Linked DNA regions of Hordeum vulgare: all the other regions are linked to region 1. Evidence: chromatin contacts called from public Hi-C data. All regions are on one chromosome and are shown on one strand. Each heading gives the region's core, a stretch centred on a gene start, on an enhancer-like site or on the middle of the called end of the contact. The rest is flanking DNA. Distances are from core to core; before and after follow the strand shown.

Region 1 (2,762 bases), core at 82-2,581:
AATACCGAACAAGACGAGCCATGGAGAGAACTCCATGCTTGGACAGTTCCTGGAGGTCTCCCTGAAATGATTTTAGTCGCTCATCTGTTTGAAGGTCAGAATAGGCCAGTTGCTATATGAAGGTGACACCATTTGTCTATTCATGGTGAAATGGTCAAGGACATGAACCGTCACTCTCGGCTCGTCCAGCAAGTAATCAATCATACGCACTCCTTGGAGAAAAATCAGAGCAAAACAAAAATGCGAGAATAATAGATGTGGTCAACGGGCTCTGCCAGTTGCATTAGGAAAATGACAGGTATTTGCGTAGGTTTTTTTAGCCCTCAATTGAGTGGTTGGGGGGGTGCTACATTGCAATTGCATGAAGAAATCAGAAGATAAGGCTGAAGAGCATGCGCATTCAAGTATTTGACCCAGACAAAAGATGAAGAATGAGGACAAACTGTGGGTACATGCAAGGCTAGTGATGATTAGAATAATGGAGGAAACTTCCAATGTCGGAATTCCACAATAAGTTGCTTAGTTTCTTCTTTGATGCGTAACATTTTAGTTATTTATCCCCAACTTGAGCTCAACCTACCATGTCCATAAGCCAAGTCATACATGACACAATAGCAAGAACATGCCTCCTAATGGATTTCTAGTACAAGCACCTGTCTAAAAGGATAAACTACATCGGGAATTGTTTCTTAATTGTAAATGAATTAATTGGCCCGTCCAACTTACAGATTACTTTATTGACTTCTCCAAGTTGCAGATTATGCCAGCTATTCTCCCCAAATCATCTTCACTAATTGCTCCCCTAATTACCTTCCTACCTTTATAACAATGTGTCACCACCAACTTGATGCGCAGCCCCCGCCATCATCCGCCACCGGGTCTCCTTGCTCTGCTGCCGCCACCCTTTCGCCTTCTTCCCCGTGCACGGACATTGCTATAGCATCCACCAGCATTCCATCCTCATCGCCGCAGCCGTGTACCGTGTGTGGCTGTGCCGCACCGCCTCCCGTGGGAGCACCACCGTCAGCTTCAACTTTTGGCTGCCTCAGCTGCTGAAAATTGCCTCACGGCACAGCGATCTGTCACCGACCATTCTGCTGGCTTGTTTGCTCGTAGGTGTGACATGCACACGCTCTTCTTATATGCCAATAAGGGCATCTGCAAAGAGGATCACCAAGCAGACCTCATCAGATGTCCGCGGACACGTCCGTCGGAGCGGCGGCCGTACAACACTATATTTACCTCAAAAGATCCCTATTTGTCCGGCCCAATGGTCCAAGCATTTCACCGAACAGGTTGTGTGCGCCACAACGACGCGCACGCCGGCGTCGACCCAAGGCGATGCCGGCGTCGACCCAAGGCGATGCCGGCTCAGCGCGGCTCCGAAGCAGCACGCACGTGGTCAAGCGCTCACACGCACGCATCACGCAGCCGTCCGTGTCCGTGGACACCGCGCACACAGCACGCGGCTGGACGAGCTCCGCACGCGTGCGCCGCGGCCAGGAGAGCTCCGGGATCCTCGTGTGCGGGGCTTCGGTGCTTGCGTCCGTGGGCCGTGGCCTCTGCGGAGAGCGAGCTCGAGCCGCGCGTGGTGCAGTGCTCGCCGCCCGCGTCGAGGGAAGGGAGGACATGGCGGAGCGGAGCGGGGCTGCTGCGTGCTGGTTCCCGAAGGCTGCATCGACAGGACAGAGATCAGGTTGCATGTCACCGTCTGCCTTTCGGTCTAAATTTAAATTTAAACATTAAAAAAAAATCATGCATGTTCACAGCATATATTAAGATAACCCTTACAAAATTCAGATCAAAATCCGAAAAATACATTGGAAAAAAAAAACTCAGACGTGAATAGTCTACAGAGAATCATTCGCGAACTATTCATGACAGATTTCTCTTTTTTGTTTCTCGATGTATGTTTCGAATTTTGATCTAAATTTTTTAAGAGTTATCTTAATATGTGATGTGAACATGCATGATTTTTTTCAGATTTTTTCGCAATGTCTAAATTTGAATTTAGGCCTCAAGGCACACGGTGACGTGCAAATGTGCATGTCATCCGATCTCTGTCCGCATCGACAAGGGAGGATGAGCGGAGCAGATTTGGCAGCGTGGGCAGGAGCAGAGACATTTCTAACGGAACCGGCACGGCAAATGATCCGCCGTCAACGTGTGCGTCGCGATTCGTGCGGGGACCCATGAATTATTATCCGTTCCTGGATCCAAGGGACTTATTTTAGTCTGACTAAATAGGGACCAAAACTAGTTTTGAGACTAAAAAAATTTAGTCAGGGGTGTCCCTACTAAAATATGGATTAGTCCTCTCTCTCCTCATTTAACTCCTCTCCTTTTAACACAGACGAGTTCTGGATTGTAGGGTTTGGAGGATAATAAATGCTCATTAACTTGATTTTAGTCTCTTTAGTATTTGGATCCAAGCATGGATAAGGCTAGCAAATTTTAGTTCCACTACTTTTAGTCATGGGACTAAAACGTATCCAAGCACCCTCCAAACCGATAGGATATACGGCGCTGGAACCACATGCATTTTCTTTCCATCCTGATCTATTATTAAATTCACTAAAAGTATAAGGGGCTGCTATGTGTTCATTGGCTGTCGTCCGATCATGTATGATCGAGTGGCCGAATGGCGTTCTTCACTTTTGCAACAGAGTTAATGTTGCGGAAACATTTGCATCAAAGGTTGTGCCACAAAAACTTTTGCAATAAACGTTACGCTGCATAAAACTTTTGCAACATAGGTCAGG
Region 2 (2,762 bases), core at 131-2,630, 240 kb after region 1:
AAAAAATCACCATCACATTTGTTCAATGATTTTCTGAACTTGAACATTTTAACTAGATCAATATAACACTAAGCGACATGATCGCATACAATGAATTGGACTTATTTCATTAATTGATACTCTTTGGTCCTTAGTTTTGACACACCAAGCTAGTCCGGGTAAACTACACCAGACCCAAAAAAAAACATTAACAAAAGGGGCACAAAGCTACCTTGAGAGCAGTCTGCTTGCGCAAGATGTCATTGGACTTGAACATGACGGCCGCAATCCAGATGGTCACAAAGAAACCTGCATGAAAAAAAAAGAATCCAAATCAGTCCATGGTTTCTCAGTGATTCTGACAATCACGAACAGCGAATGCAACCATAAATCCCATTTTGGCAACATAAACGAATGCAGCCATCTATGCACCAAACAGAAACAGAGGACAAGATATGAATTTTGCACTGGTGGACCATGAAAAGAAAGAGAGAGAGAGAGAGAGGGGGGGGGGGGGGGGGGGGGAACGACGACCTTGCAGGTGCTGTCTGATGAAGACGACGAGCAGCAGGAGGGAGAATGGGAGTATCTGCTCCACCCACCTGGCCACCTGCTGTACGTCGTACCTCTGGTATGATGATGATGAGGAGGAGGGGTCGGCCGGCGCGGGGGGCGCGGAGGATCCCGCGGCGTCGTCCCCCTCCTCCTGCACGTCCCCGTCGGTCGGCGCCGGGCCGACGATCCGGATGGACACCTCGCCTGCCCCGGCGGGCGGGCGGTGCGGGCCGGGCTCGGCGCGGAGGATGCCCGAGTACTCGAGCAGCGCGGACAGCGGCGCCTGGATGAAGCTGGAGGCCGAGAAATGCACGCCGTAGCGCCTCGACGGCACGGCCGCGGGTGCCTGCGGCTGTGGCTGCGTCCGCGGCGACGCCGGCGGCGTCGTCGTCGTCGGCGCGTCCATCATCGGGGCGCCGGGCCGCGATGGCGGCTTCCAGAGGCGCCTGCGGCGGAGGAGCGCGGGCGGGTCCGCGGCCTCGCAGGGCTGGGGAGGCGGCGGGGGCGGGGGCGCGCGGAGGAGGCAGGCGGCGAGGCGGTGGAGGGGGCTGGTGGTGGTGGTGGGCGTCGGTTGGTTGTCGCGGTCGCGAGGAATTGCTGCAGGCTTTTGGTTCGGGGGAGGGATATTTTCCTCTGCCCCGTACGCCACGCCTTTCCGATCCTTCTCCTCTTCTCTCTTTTTTCCTTTGTTCTCTCGCTTCGCTTCGCTTCTTCTCTTGACTTCTATCGGGGATGGATGGGGATACGCCGTCTGCCTAATTAAGATTAAGGTGCATAATCTGTCGGCGTCGCTACTAGGAGTACTATACAAGTAAGAAGGAGGAAGGAGGGAGGGTTGGTTGTGCGGGTCTTTTCTTGCCCGTACCACCGCTGGGTCAGCTCAGGCATTGAGCACAAAATAGTCGCTCGGTGGTTCATACTCTTACCGTGAATTGATTTCTCGCAGTATTATGTTTGTCATGATTCATACTCTTTGATAAACTTTTATAATACGTGCTACTTTCACCGTTCCTAAATATAAGTCTTTCTAGAGGTTTCACTAATGAACTACATACGGATGTATATAGATATATTTTAGAGTATAGATTCACTCATTTTGCTTCGTATGTAGACATCTAATAAAACATTTTAAAAGATTTATATTTAGGTAAGGAGGGAGTAGATCCGAGTCACTTTTGTAGAAAAATAATAAGAACAAGATCTAGCAGCAGCAGTAGCTCCCATGTCGAACCAATGGAGGGAGTGACTCGTCAGTCCATCTATAAACAAACCAAGCCCAATACACCATGCCGGAAACGCATGTTTTTTTTCCTTGTGGGGGAACCGGAAACACAAGTTTAACAACCTGATTATTTAGTACGCTATCTTTCTAAGACTAGTTCAGTTTAGTAGCTTTGTCTCACATACTCCCTATACTCCCTGTAATGCATATTTTGTCTTTTAATATTAAAAATGTCCATGTTTCCAGGTTTAAATAAATAAATAAATCGACATCAACAATGCATATTTAGTATCACTAGATCTATCTCGTCATGAAGTGTACTCTTGTAATTTATTTATTTTGTATTTAAGATGGCGGTAGTTTGTTTTATAAACTTGAACAAACGTAAACATGTTCGACTTTGAAAATAAAATAAAGTATGCACTAATTTGCGGCATGGGGGGATTGCTATATAGTAACAGTACAATAATTCACGAGAGTCCTTGATGGATGAAAGAGTTGTGTGGCTAGCCAAGCCCAAGCTCATGGCCAGAATGTGGTTGATCAGATGTGGAACATGGATATGGATACGATTAAGCCCCTGTTCGGCTCCTCTCCGCTCTGCAACCGCAGCTCCTGGAGCGAAGGGAGCGGCAACACAATTTTAAGGAGTCGTTCAGATCTAGCTCCTCACGTGGAGCGGAGTTTCAGGATTGGAGAGGTTCCGAACGCGTCCTAAGTAATGTTAAAGAAAAAAGTGGAAAGGAGATAAGAAGTCGTCGTCAATCATTGGACAGCCCCCCCTATGTCATAGGGTTTCCAATCATTTTCTAAAAAGGAAAAATGAAGACAGAAATGATTATTTGAGTTTTGACAGGGTGTGTGGATAGAGACTTGGCTGTCGTAAATTTGTAGGGGCACACGGGGGCGTGCCCAAGCCCTGCCCAGTCACTCATTCGCCTCTCATTTCATGGAGTAGTTGGATCCCGCGTGAGGGCATAGTAAGTTATAAGTTTTAGTCATTGAA
Region 3 (2,762 bases), core at 112-2,611, 180 kb after region 1:
AAAGGACTGAGACAACAAGATATGTCAAATGTCATTGTTGGTTAACTTTGTAATAAACGATGTAACCAGTGAGGCTGAATGCATCTATGATGCAGAGTTCAGGGATAATAAAGCTTCCATTATTTTAAAAAGATGCACCTCTGGAAGGAAGCTGCTTGAGTAAGCAGCAAAGGTCCACATCAAACCAGAGGCCAGAGCTAGCTCGACACGTCGAGCACCTTGCGGGTTTGATGTGCCGGTAATGTGATGTGTACAAATCAGCTCGGGGGATAGCATACGAGCAACATAGGAAATGAAGATTGAGGTATGAACACACATTCAGGTCCAGGTTCAGAGCAGCGTCTAGCAAGAAGCGACCGCAAATTCAGAACGTTTGCAGTTGCAGCCCCAATGCAACCTGCAGGTCCAGGTTCAGAGCAGCGTCTAGCAAGAAGCGACCACAAATTCAGAACGTTTGCAGTTGCAGCCCCAACGCAAACTAGAGATCCCAAGGTGGCAAAAAATTGGCCTCGGAATCGCCATTTCGAGCTTGCGATCGAGCCGAATCGCCGGGGAGAGACGGCGCCGTTGACCACCGAACTGCCGCGTTTGACTCGAGCTGCTCCGCCCAAATCCGGGAACCGCCAGCTCGCCCAGATCGCGCAAGCTAAATTCCACGGAATGGAAGGGGGGAGCTTGGGATGGGAGCAAGAGGGAGAGGAGGAAGAAGGAGAGAGCACTTACTCCTGGGCACGAGCGCCGGAGGGGAGAGCCGGGCGGCGACCCGGTCCTCGCCGGCGAGCGCGGCGAGGCCGGCCGAGGCGGCCCCGGACCCTGACCCTCCCCAGCAGTCGGCGAAGACCCTGGGGCGCCAGAGGCCAGTGATGGATGCCAGCTGCAGGACCGCCGTCCACATCACAGCGCTGGCCACCGCCCGCATGGCCCACCGCCACGCCCGCCTCCGCCGCGCCGCCGCCACAGCCACGACCATCTCTCCACCTCCTCCTCTACCGCAAGCACCGCTTCTTTCCACCGACCCCTACGGCCTTGGCTCCCTCGCGTCGCCTCCACCTAACCGCCACCTAGTACCACTGCTACCGCTACCACCAGCGGCACCAGCGGCGGGGAGGCGAAGGATTAGGGAGCGGGAGGCGACGGCGTTTATGGGAGAGGGGGATTAACTGCGCCGTCGGGAGCTAGTAGTAATAGCCTCCGTGATTAGTTTAGAACGGCAGCCATTAATAGTCGTTGCAATTGCAAAAAGCTTCGAGCTTTTCGCAGGAAGAAGAGATCGAGGAACGGAAATGGGACAGAGGGGCGGTAGGCAGGACGTTAGCATTTGGAGGATACTGCTGGAGGAGGGCTCTCCGCTCCGGTTGGTAGTGGACTAGTGAGTGCTAACCCCGAAACGCGGCAATTAACTTGATTTTTTTAGTTGATTATTCTCAATTTTTCTTCGGTTCCTTGGAAATGCTGAAATCTCCAAAATAAATAAGGACAAGTACAATAAGGTACAGTCAACAGGCTGTAAGGATTAAAATACTACTTCCTCCGTCTTAAAATAACTGTCTCAACTTTGTACTAGCTCTAGTATAAAATTGTACTAAGCTTAAGACACGTATTTTGGGACGAAGGGAGTATATTTCTCTTGAGTTGGATGAAATAGAAGAGGAGAGAGAAGTGAAGCGGGCTCTTCGTGAAGAGTCAGCTCTAGCACATGCTCCTAGGTGCTTTGTGAGAATGAAAGGTGTACCATATATGATAAAAGTAGTACTCTTTTATAGCTAACTATTGTACAAGCTAGCTATAAGATGGGCTATAAAACTGCTTATAGCGAGCTGTTGGCTATACTATTAACCATGCTCTAAGTACTCCCTCTATAAAAACAATATAAAAGTGTTTAGGTCACTACATTAGTGATCTAAATGCTCTTAGATAAGTACAAAATCGATCATTAATTTATTTTTGTTCTACTGAAATATATGGTGTTTGGATAAGTATTTTTCAAGATAAATTTGTGCATTTAATTTAGAAGTGGTTAATCTAAATATGCCTAAGATGCAACTTTGATCATCGATTCATAGTATTACAATACTCCTAGCAAAATGTATAGGTTCTAATAAATTACTATATATTGGTATTCCTTGATTATATGCAGGTACTCTTATTGATCAAATAACTTGTGTTCCACTAAAATATCTATGTTTTGCTAAAAAAATGTCTATGGGATGTAATAAAACTATGAGTTGGACTTGTGAAGATAAATTAGCCTATTTTAATTTAGAAGTGTCTAATATAAGATGCAACTTTGATCATTTATTCATACTACAATAATATTCCTAGTAAAATGTATAGCTTCTACTCCTAATAAATTACTCCCTCCGTCCAGAATAAGTGTTACAAATTTAATACTAAATTAATACAAATTTTGTACTAGATCAACGACATTTATTTTGAGATAGAAGGGTACTATTGGTATTTATTGATCATATGAAAGTACTGTTATTAAACACGGCAATTAATCAATTGATTATTTAAATATTTATTCATTTATTAAATCTGGCAAACAAATAATTGTTGTCAATCTTTCTTCGATTGCTTCCAAATGTTGGGGACCATCAAATACAAATCTGATTCATTAATTTGTGCTCGGCAATATATCTATAGAATATAACCAAAGTGCATGTTGGATAAAGTGCTTTTCAAGATAAGTTTGCCTACTTAATTTGGAAGTATCTAATATTTAATTTACAAGTAGTGCACTAATTGGAAAAGCTACATGT

What was found. A called contact is a pair of places that touch in the nucleus more often than the background predicts.
Region 2: a Hi-C map of leaf shows a contact between it and region 1, with 10 times the contacts expected there. The contact joins the promoter of LOC123442818 here to the promoter of LOC123442815 in region 1. A contact is called at or near these places in 2 of 6 Hi-C or Micro-C datasets (leaf and seedling).
Region 3: a contact with region 1 is called in a Hi-C map of leaf, with 2.1 times the contacts expected there. The contact joins the promoter of LOC123442816 here to the promoter of LOC123442815 in region 1. A contact is called at or near these places in 2 of 6 Hi-C or Micro-C datasets (leaf and seedling).

Annotation. Positions count from the first base shown.
Region 1 is chr3H:35,174,316-35,177,077 of MorexV3_pseudomolecules_assembly, forward strand. It overlaps LOC123442815 (leucine-rich repeat receptor protein kinase HPCA1-like), which reads right to left and starts at 1,332. Exons shown (of 19, transcript XM_045118963.1): 1 at 1,243-1,332; 2 at 1-1,158. The coding sequence starts at 36.
Region 2 is chr3H:35,417,157-35,419,918 of MorexV3_pseudomolecules_assembly, forward strand. LOC123442818 (RING finger and transmembrane domain-containing protein 2-like) reads right to left here and starts at 1,381. Exons shown (of 8, transcript XM_045118966.1): 1 at 514-1,381; 2 at 212-288. The coding sequence starts at 943.
Region 3 is chr3H:35,351,192-35,353,953 of MorexV3_pseudomolecules_assembly, forward strand. It overlaps LOC123442816 (rhamnogalacturonan I rhamnosyltransferase 1-like), which reads right to left and starts at 1,362. Exons shown (of 8, transcript XM_045118964.1): 1 at 724-1,362. The coding sequence starts at 970.